2 separate regions of the Sus scrofa genome follow, and region 1 is linked to region 2. Evidence: chromatin contacts called from public Hi-C data. All regions are on one chromosome and are shown on one strand. The core of a region is the stretch at or near the end of the contact, and the rest is flanking DNA. Distances in the headings are between cores, read along the strand shown.

What was found. A called contact is a pair of places that touch in the nucleus more often than the background predicts.
Region 1: a Hi-C map of heart right ventricle shows a contact between it and region 2, with 2.3 times the contacts expected there. The contact joins the promoter of MAGOHB here to the promoter of YBX3 in region 2. A contact is called at or near these places in 2 of 47 Hi-C or Micro-C datasets (embryonic fibroblasts and heart right ventricle).

The regions. Positions count from the first base shown.
Region 1 is chr5:61,423,072-61,428,266 of Sscrofa11.1, reverse strand. It overlaps MAGOHB (protein mago nashi homolog 2), which reads right to left and starts at 2,568. Exons shown (of 5, transcript XM_013988371.2): 1 at 2,286-2,568. The coding sequence starts at 2,379.
Region 2 is chr5:61,335,463-61,340,321 of Sscrofa11.1, reverse strand. It overlaps YBX3 (Y-box-binding protein 3), which reads right to left and starts at 2,454. Exons shown (of 10, transcript XM_003126475.3): 1 at 1,962-2,454. The coding sequence starts at 2,250.

The sequences.
Region 1 (5,195 bases), core at 1,319-3,818, 88 kb before region 2:
ATAAAAAGTAGGTTTTATTCTTTATTCACAGTTGAGAAAACAGGGAGTTAAATAACTTGCCCAGGGTCACACAAGATTCAAATCTAGATATACCTTCTTAATACTCATGCTTTCCCCACTGTTCTTTTAATTATTTTCCTTCAAATGAATGTGTGTATGTATTATGGCAATGCTAATATTTTAGAACTATGGTAAAGAAGAATACCAACTATGTGCAGCTTCTGGATAAAACTGGCCGTTTTGTTAGCTGATATATACAAATTTAGGTGTACTCCTTGAGGCATGCCTCTCCTCAGTCAGTTGCCCAGGTACAGGTGTACTGTTAACTTTTTTTTTTTTTTGTCTATTTAGGACCGAATCTGCAGCATACAGAATTCCCACGCTAGGGTCGAATCAGAGCTGTAGCCTCTGGCCTACACCACAGCCTCAGCAATGCCAGATCCTTAACCCATTGAGTGAGGCCAGGATTGATCCTGCACCCACATGGATACCAGTCAGATTTGATTCTGCTGAGCCAGGAGGGGAACTCCAAGATGTACTGCGATCTTTATCCTCTAGAATGATAGGTTACCCTGATGAGGTCCCTTAGGAATCATTGTTTATAGGACTCATTATTACTGACAGAAGTATGTGGAATGGTGGGGTGGCAGATGAGAGCTATTGTCCTGGAATGAAATTTCCCTGATAATATTAGACTACCTAATTTATGTGACTGGCTAAAAGTGATACAGACACACTGATAGTTGTTCACAGGCAAAAGTCCTGAAAACAATATCACATAAAGAACAGATGAAGGCATTTCCTTCGTGGTGCAGCAGAAACAAATCAGACTAGGAGCCATGAGGTTGTGGGTTCAATCCCTGGCCTTGCTCAGTGGGTTAAGGATCCCGTGTTGCCATGAGCTGTGGCGTAGGTTGCAGACGCGGCCAGGATCTGGTGTTGCTGTGGCTCTGGCATAGGGCAGCGGCTACGGCTCTGATTAGACCCCTACCTGGGAACCTCCATACGCCAGGTTCGGCCCTAAAAAGACAAAAAAACAAAAACAAAACAAAACAAAACAAAAAAAACCCAAAAATACAGATGAAGAATTCAGGTAAATCTGGCCCCTTAGCTAAATTTAGAAAAGACTTGGGTAGAATGAGGGAGACTAAGGTAATTAAGGTTTCTAAATAATTAGATGTAGCTACCCTGACTTCTACCTAAAATATCTGATATTCTCTCATTTTTCTAATATGTGATCCTCCCCTAATTTTTCTTTTGCGCTTTCACAGAACTTTGTCCAAAGCATGAGCACAGCACTTACCATCAGAACTGCCTTATGATTAGTTTCACGTTTGTGTCACTCAGCAAGATTTAATTCCTTGAGGGGAATTAAAGAACCCGACGCATTAATATAACCTCAATTTTTGTTTTTACATGTTGCCCAGCACATAACATGCACTCTAAAAAGAAAAGCCTATGCCGCTTTTAACAAGACTGTTCTTGTTACAGTAAGAGTTCTATATACAGTACAACTATCTAAAGAGAATCAGAGCTGTCAAAAGATGTAAATTGCTGCCATTACTTGGGCAGCAGGCACTTTCACCGGCTCCTGCAGCTCTCAGGAGTCCGACTCCTTTATTTTCCCTCAGCGTCCAAGACAATATCTACTCTCATTTTGAGACTCATCTCAACTGTCACCTTCTCTAAAGATGACCCGACTCTTTCATCCAGAACTAACCACTCCCCCGTTTTTGGAGTTTCAACGCATGCTACATGGAACAACTATATTTAAGCACCCAGAATACATCGTTACACTCATTTCTTTTACATGTCCCGCTTCCAGTTCTGAACAGCAGATTTTTTTTTTTTCTATTCATGCTGCCTTACATACAGCGCATGAATGAATAAAACGGACGCATGGGTAGTTCGAAAGTTACTGTTCACCGCAAGATTTAAGCATCCACAGGCCCACCGCGTGGCGGGGATGTTCTCATAAAACGTTCGAGTATTAGGTCGATTAATTGGATGGCCTTTAAGGTCCCTTCTGGTGAGCAGATTCTAGGATTCTGATTACTGTAGGTTCCATTTTAGTATCTGGCAGTATAGACTTTTCTGAAATAACTTACACCGATTAGTTACCTTTTACTCACAAAACCAATATACTCTCCGATATTCTTAAGCTCCTCAGCCCCAACGCACTCTCGCCAAGCCCGCGGAGGCTCGCCCTCCCCACACCGCCTCCTCCGCGGCCTCTCCGCCTCGCTTCCCCCAGCTCAGCACCGCTCAGGAGCGGCTCAACTCACCGTCCGGCCGAAACTCGAACTCCAGAAACTCGTGTCCAAACTTGCCCTTGTGTCCTACGTAGTAGCGCAGGTAGAAATCGCTGGCCATAGACATCTTGGTCCCCGAAAAGCCCGCCGAAGGCCCGGCCAACGTGCTACAGGGCGCCTGGCAGTGACGTCAGACGCTCAGGATAAACACGTCACTGCGAGCGCGGCCATTCCGCCTCCCGCATCCCCAGAGGAAAACCGGAGGGCGGAGTCTCGCGAGAGAGACTAGGCGACGCCGTGGGAGGGCAGCAGCGATGTGGACTTTGGTTTATTAGAATGAAAAGTACGTTATGTTCAAAATTAGATAGGTCATATTATATTAGGAAAGAACAGCAGTGTGAGCATATGCAAGCATTTGTTATGGGTTTCGAGCTAAGGTTTGCAAATCGCTCTGGCTTTTCTGGTCGGGTCTCTAATTCTAGGAGCATCCCTTGAAGTGGGTGTGGCCTTATTCCCCTTTTTTAGTGGGATGAATAAAGATTAAACCTGAAAACTGGAATAGCAAACATCTTACATGTTTATCATCTACAAGGTACTAAAGTTTACTTTCTCTGCTTTTTATTTCATTTAATATCCACAGCAGGCCTGTGAGGTATCAACATTTTCCTATTACAGACCAAAAACCAAATGCAAACAGGCTTTGAGAGTTTGGATAATTGGGTCATTGCCCAGCAACAACAACAAAATTTTGAGAGCCAAGATTCAAGTCTACGTCTGCCTAACACTAAAGCCCATATTTTTTCTCTGTTAGTTTGCTACAAAGTACTTTCACTATCAAAGATTAATGTAAAGACATTAGAGAAAATCGTAGTCAAGTCCTGTAAAAACATACTGTCAAAGTAATAACAGGAAAGAAAAATGTGAATATTCGAAATTATCACTACAAAACACATGTTAAATAAGTGGGAATTAAAATGCACATACATATAAAATATATATGTTCAAAGCAAAACATGATTTTACTGAAATTAAAAAAAAAAGATACAAAACATGATTTTACTGAAATTAAAAAAAAAAGATACAACCTTAGAACGGCAAGATTTGAAGTACAGCCCGCTCTCCTGCTAGATTTTTTTTTTTTTTTTTTTTTTTAGTCTTTTTGCTATTTCTTGGGCCACTCCCACGGCATATGGAGGTTCCCAGGCTAGGGGTCCAATCGGAGCTGTAGCCACCAGCCTACGCCAGAGCCACAGCAACGCGGGATCCGAGCCGCGTCTGCAACCTACACCACAGCTCAGGGCAACTCGGGATCGTTAACCCACTGAGCAAGGGCAGGGCCGAACCCGCAACCTCATGGTTCCTAGTCAGATTCGTTAACCACTGTGCAACGACGGGAACTCCTCCTGCTGGATTCTTAACACAGGCCTTTCCTCTTCAGACGAGAATTGCTAGTTATCTAGCATCTAGAGGTTAATAATAATAAAAGCAAAGTAAAAAGAATCCATCAAACAGGAGGCCTGATGAAAGGTACATTGAAACTGAAAATCTCTGACAATCATGGTATAAAAGAGTTTCTTAAATAGTAAAACATTTCGTTGAATAAGTGTTTATCCTCGGTGGCCTCTGGAGTTTTGGCAATTTTAATGGTTTAGCCCATGTTTCTTATGGGAGAGTTAAAATTCAATTAGTGAAGGAATGCTTATCTGGGTGAGTTTCAACGAATGAGGAAAGACAAAGTGAGCTTTACACAAACCCTATTTTTCAAATATTATCACCTTTCTTTTACCATCACACAGAATGGTCCTGCCTGTTGAATGACTTTTAGCCTTCAGTGGGATTTAGTAAAAAGAGTAACAGTCAAAAGACCTGGGGGAAATTCTCTTGTGGCAAAGCAGGTTAAGTAAACTGCCTTGTCACTGCACCTACTGGGGTCACTGCTGTGGCGTGAGTTCATTCCTGGCCTGGGAACTTCCACATGCCGCCAGAACGCAAAAAAAAAAACACCAGGAATCATTCCCTCACTTACCTCAGACCTAACATTGGTTAAGACACTAAGCCTGTTTATTCATCAACCAAATGAATTTATTACAATCAAATTGACAAGCACACAGAATTATTGAGAGGATCAAATGAGATAATGCTCCTAAAATAATATTTAATATTTATGAAACATTATGAGTTGTAAGAGGCATTTCCTATGTGCTAAAAATGATTGGGCACTGTTAACGCCAGTCCTTTCTGCTTGTAGTCTGGAAAACAAACATGTAGACACATGTTAGCCCAAGGAAGCAATACTATAAGAAAGAAATTTTCTTTTAATGGTTGTAGGACAGCACAAGAAACAAAACAAATCCCTTTACTGGGGAAAAGAAGTTAAAAAAGGGATATATCGGAGTTCCCATCGTGGCGCAGTGGTTAACGAATCCGACTAGGAACCATGAGGTTGCGGGTTTGGTCCCTGCCCTTGCTCAGTGGGTTAATGATCTGGCGTTGCCGTGAGCTGTGGTGTAGGTTGCAGACGCGGCTCGGATCCTGCGTTGCTGTGGCTCTGGCCTGGGCTGGCAGCTACATCTCTGATTCGACCCCTAGCCTGGGAACTTCCATGTGCCGCGGGAGCAGCCCAAGAAATGGCAAAAAGACAAAAATAAAATAAAATAAAAAATAAAGACAAAATGCAAAAGAGTATAGTTGGTAAAAAAAAAAAGGGGGGGATATATCTGGAAAGGCTTGTGACAAGATGTGCTTTTTTTTTTTTTTTTTTTGTCTTTTTGCCTTTTATAGGGCCGCTCCCGCAGCCTGGGGCATATGGAGGTTCCCAGGCTAGGGGTCTCATCAGAGCCGTAGCCAGGCCTACACCACAGCCACAGCAATGCCAGATCTGAGCCGTGTCTGTGACCTACACCACAGCTCACAGCAACACTGGATCGTTAACCCACTGAGTGA
Region 2 (4,859 bases), core at 1,205-3,704:
GGAGACAAAGTTGAAGACCATTAAGCTTCAAAGATGTTCCAGAAGGGAAGTGTTCTTATGGTCAGGTAAACTACTTTTCCTGACTATACACTGAAGTTAAAGACCGTTTGTTAAAATTAAAAAACACAAACAAAACAAAACAAAAACACTGGAATGGGAAAATCCCAAACCAGAATTCAATTTCAGTCAGCCCTGTGTCTGGCACATTTTAGGCACCCATGTGTTTGCTTGGCTAAGGAAAGTTGATGGCAGAACACACTGGACAGAGACGGTGTTGAAATGTCATGTGGAAGGCTGTCCTTGCTTTTGAGAGTTGAAGTGACAGTGGAAAGATCCAAGACCTCCAGACTCATCACCAGGATGTGCTACAGACTTAAAAGCAGTTGGTGGTTGAGGAAATTTTAATGTTATCTGTTTCCTTCATCTTTAAAGATATCTGCTTCGGTTTAAAATTCAGAAGTTTAGTCAGATCAAGGGAAAAGCTGCAAAATCTCCCTTAAAGGCAAATAAATTATCATTAAGAATAGATCTTAACACTGCTTTGGGTAGGCCAAGGTTGCCTCTCTGGCATTTTGCATGGAAGTGTTCCAAGGAACACTTGTTGGAAACTATATCACCATGCAAACCTTACTAGACTTAAAGCAACTTTTAAGTCCAGCGATATGAGAGCTATTTGGCTTCTTAACCCTACACATATTACATTTAGCACGCTGTTTGACAGTTAACTGAATAAAATTTAGCCCAGGGGAGGAAGGGGGGGGCATGAAAAGAGGCCTCTCAAGGCAGGAAACATGGAATCGGAATCTTATTAAACTTTTCTTTACATTATTCCCCCAATTTTCTTCTTCGAAAACTGGGCAAGCAAGACTCAGATCAAACATGCCCTATCCAAAATACTGAAAACTTCTTGGAAGCATCCCACAGCATCTCTTACCTTCCCTGTTTTAAAAAAAGAGGGAATGTTACAGCACACACCCTTTAGAGAACTTATTCCCCACCCACCTGCTCTGTAAACCGGTTTAAGGCCCCACCTAGGGCTTTACTTCAGGAGAGAATGCTGAAATATTCGATAAAACCACCAACCACCACAGACGCCTTTTGTTATGCCCTGCTCCCCCACCCCCGACCTGTATGGCTCCTCTTCCGATCTCCTTCCCGGAGTTCCAAGTCCCAAGATAACGATGCTGCGAACTAACGTCATACCCACACTTCCGACGAAGTTTTTTCAGCTGCTGCACCAAATGCTTTCCCACAATCCGGGAAGAAGCAAATGTGTAGGGATTGGAAAACACTGACTGGTTCTTTGCAGCAGCGGGCAGAGAGGGAGGGGGACGAGGGACCAAAGCCCAAGTTTCCCGGAGAGGATTGCAACACCTCTCCGCCGACATGTGGCCGACAGAAGCGTGGCCTCGTTCCTGCGCCCCCGTGGGAAGGGCGTCAGGGACAGACACCTGAGCCTTCCCAGCAAGATGCCTTTGCACCTTTCCCTCCCGTCTGGTCCGGCGCCTTCCTCTCCCCCGAAGGAAATGCTCTCCTCACCCAGAACCTAGGCGAGGACTACTATGTCCCCGTCCCACGTGGGTGCTGTCCCATCCCTACATCCGCATCTATCCCAAATCTGGATCCTCTTTCCCGACCGCCGCTCCTTTCCCCTTTGTCCGGAGGGATGCTTCGCCATGGGAGTGTGCGACAGTGCGTGCCCAGGGGATCCAAGTTAAGTCCCGTCCCTCACGGGCCTGGGACCTGAAGGGACGCGCTCAGGCGGCGGGGAGCGCAGGGCGCCGCGCGCTCACCTGGCAGCGCCTGGGGGACTGGCCACCTGCGCCAGGGACCCGAGGTCCCCGGGGACCCCGTGCTGTCAGGCCTCCCGCGGAGCGGGACAGGCGTGGGAGCTGCCCACACGTGCTCCGCGGCCGCCCGCTCCTCCCGGGGCAGCCTCCATCCTCCCGGGCCTGACTCACCGAGAACTTTCTTCTCCGCGTCTTCACTGCCCGCGGCGGCCGAAGAGGCGGGGGCCGCGGTGCCCGGGGCCGTGGGGGCCGCGGGGGCCGCGTCTCCACCCGGGTTGCCCGCTACCAGGGCGGCGGGCGCCGGGGCGGCGGCCTGGGGCGCGCCGCTGCCCGCCGGGCTCTTGGGCGCGGGGTCCTGGGGGGCCGCGGCGGCCGCCTCCGCCGGAGCCTGCGGGAGGGTGGTGGTGGTGGTAGTGGTGCTGGTGGTGCTGGTGGTGGTGGCCTCGCCCGCCTCGCTCATGCCGCCTCCTCCGCTCTCCCTCGGGCACCTCGGTGGCGGTTGGTCGGCGGTTAGCGCAGCTGGAGGTCGCGGCGGCCGGGGCTCGCTCTCGGGGAGGCCGGTGCGGATCTCGTGGCGCGGGCGGCGGCGGCCGAGGTGGGTCTCGCGGCGGAGGCGGCTCGAGCTCTCGGGCTGTGCGCTCGCTCTTGGGCTCCTCGCTCGATCTTACTGCCCCAAAAATGGCCCCGCGCAAGTTTTTCTAGGCGGCGCACCGGCCGGAGAGGGAAGAGGGTGGAGAGAGTTGGCTCCCGAGTTGGGCATCGACTTCATTAGCATTTAAAGGGGCCCGGTGCCCTTTCCACCCGCCGATCGGCCCGGGACTGAGAGCAGGGGCCCGAGTGGCCGGGAAAGGAAAGCAAGGGTGGATCTGAGGTTGGCAGGGTACTCTGGAGTTTTCTGCCGAGCACGCTCTGCCGGCCCTTTGTTGGAGCCGGGCAGCGGGGCACTCCTGCCTAACCACATCTTCTAGGAGGAGCAAAGTAGGGCATCCAAATGACCGGGCGCTTCTCTCTCTCAAATACTGGCTTTTAAAATCCGTTCTAGTTATCCATGCAACGTTTATGAAGCACGAAAAACTGTTTCTGATACAGCAGTGAAGAACTGGAATTATACAATCTTAAAGCTATTTGGCTACTTCCTCTTGAAAGATGTTAGATGGTTTCTTCTATAATCCACAGGTGAGGAAACTGAGGTCCAAACCTCCATGAAGTAATGCAAATATCAGAGTTTACATCAATGTAATGGCAACAAATAGTGAGCTGCTAATATATATGTAATAATACTATACTTGGGGGGGAGGATAAATTTTACCTTCTTCTCTAATTGCCCCTGCCAGCTAGTGAAAACTTAAGCAACTGAGCCCTCTTAGCCTCAGGGAGGAGAGTAACAGAGAAACGGATCACCCAATAAACGGTAGTCCGTTTGCAGAGCTCACATGGCCTTTGGAGAATGGACGAGATCATGCTGAACACCAGGCCAGAGGGACCGTGCTCTGTATTCAAGAACTATTGGGATACAGGCTATCAGGCGTCCTTTGCCTCCAGGATCCAGGCAAGTCTAGGTTTACACTCTAGTGCTGCTCTTAGTTAATGGAGTCAACTTGGACGAGGTGTTCAATATCCCAGAGTTGGTTTCCTCAAAGGAACGTGGATGGGATTATCACATGTAACTCCAGTGTCTGGTCTAACGAAAAATTCCGTTTTTCATTCCTTATTCCCCTAAATCATTTACACCCTCCAACCTCGCCCGACCCCAGAATTCTATGTTCTGTGGCTGCATCAGAAGGGTAGTTATCAGGTGTAATTCATCATTATATTCCCACTGGTTAGCACACAGTACCTAACACAGAGTTAGAGCATAGTAAATGTTTACTAAATGAAAACAAATAAAAAGACCAACATTTTCCACACTCACTTACTTACGAACACATTCATTATCAATAATTGTTTTTTAAATAATGACTTGTATTTTTTCCGTTATAACTGGTTTACAGTGTTCTGTCAATTTTCTATTGTACAGAAAGCTGACCCAGTTACATATACATGTATACATTCTTTTTTCTCACATTATCATGCTCCATCATAAGTGACTAGACAAAGTTCCCAGTGCTGTACAGGAGGCTCTCATTGCTTGTCCATTCCAAAGGCAATAGTTTGCATCTATTAGCCCCAAATTCCCAATCCATCCCACTCCCTCCCCCTTCCCCTCCCCCTTGGCAACCACAAGTCTGTTTTTCATGTCCATGATTTTCTTTTCTGTGGAAAGATTCATTTGTGTTGTATATTAGATTCCAGCATTATCAATAATTGTAATGCCCTGCTTTATTGCTTTCTTACTCCATCCATGAAAAATACAACTTAAAAATTAATTCTTAGGAAAAAAAAGCAAAATATGGAATATTTGACTTTTCCATGTAACTCATCTATATTTTAAAATATTTAATTGACAAAGGTGTTAATGTTAGATTCATATTTTAGACTGTAATGTGGACCATACAGTGATATTATCTATATGTAGTTAAAAAAAAATATGGAATATTTGACTTTTCCATGTAACTCATCTATATTTTTAAATTTTTAATTGACAAAGGTGTTAATGTTAAATTCATATTTTAGACTGTAATATGGACCATACAGTGATATTATCTATATGTAGTTATGTTAAAAAAATGCTAGTTTGATTCTAAGTGTGGTTAAATTATTTCTTAGTTTTAAAGAGTATAGTCAGTTAAAATTATATGCATGATTTATTCTGGTGAGGATTGGCCATTGACTTTCTTATCTAACAAAATGATTATCATTGCTATGCAAAATTGGATTGCAAGGAAAAAAATGAGGGCTTGAACTGTTCAAACTCCAATCTAATAGCCAAAACCACTCTCTCTCTATATATATATTCACCCTTGGAAAATAATTCATGACTAACAGGTGTGGTCTCCAACCTCTGGAAGACCCTAAAATAATTACAGATGCATCCTGGGATTTCCTAGAATTTTGTGCTGGAATGACTCCCAAAACTACTCATCGTTTTCATCCAAAAAAAGCAGCAAGCAGCTGGGAGTTCTTGGTACT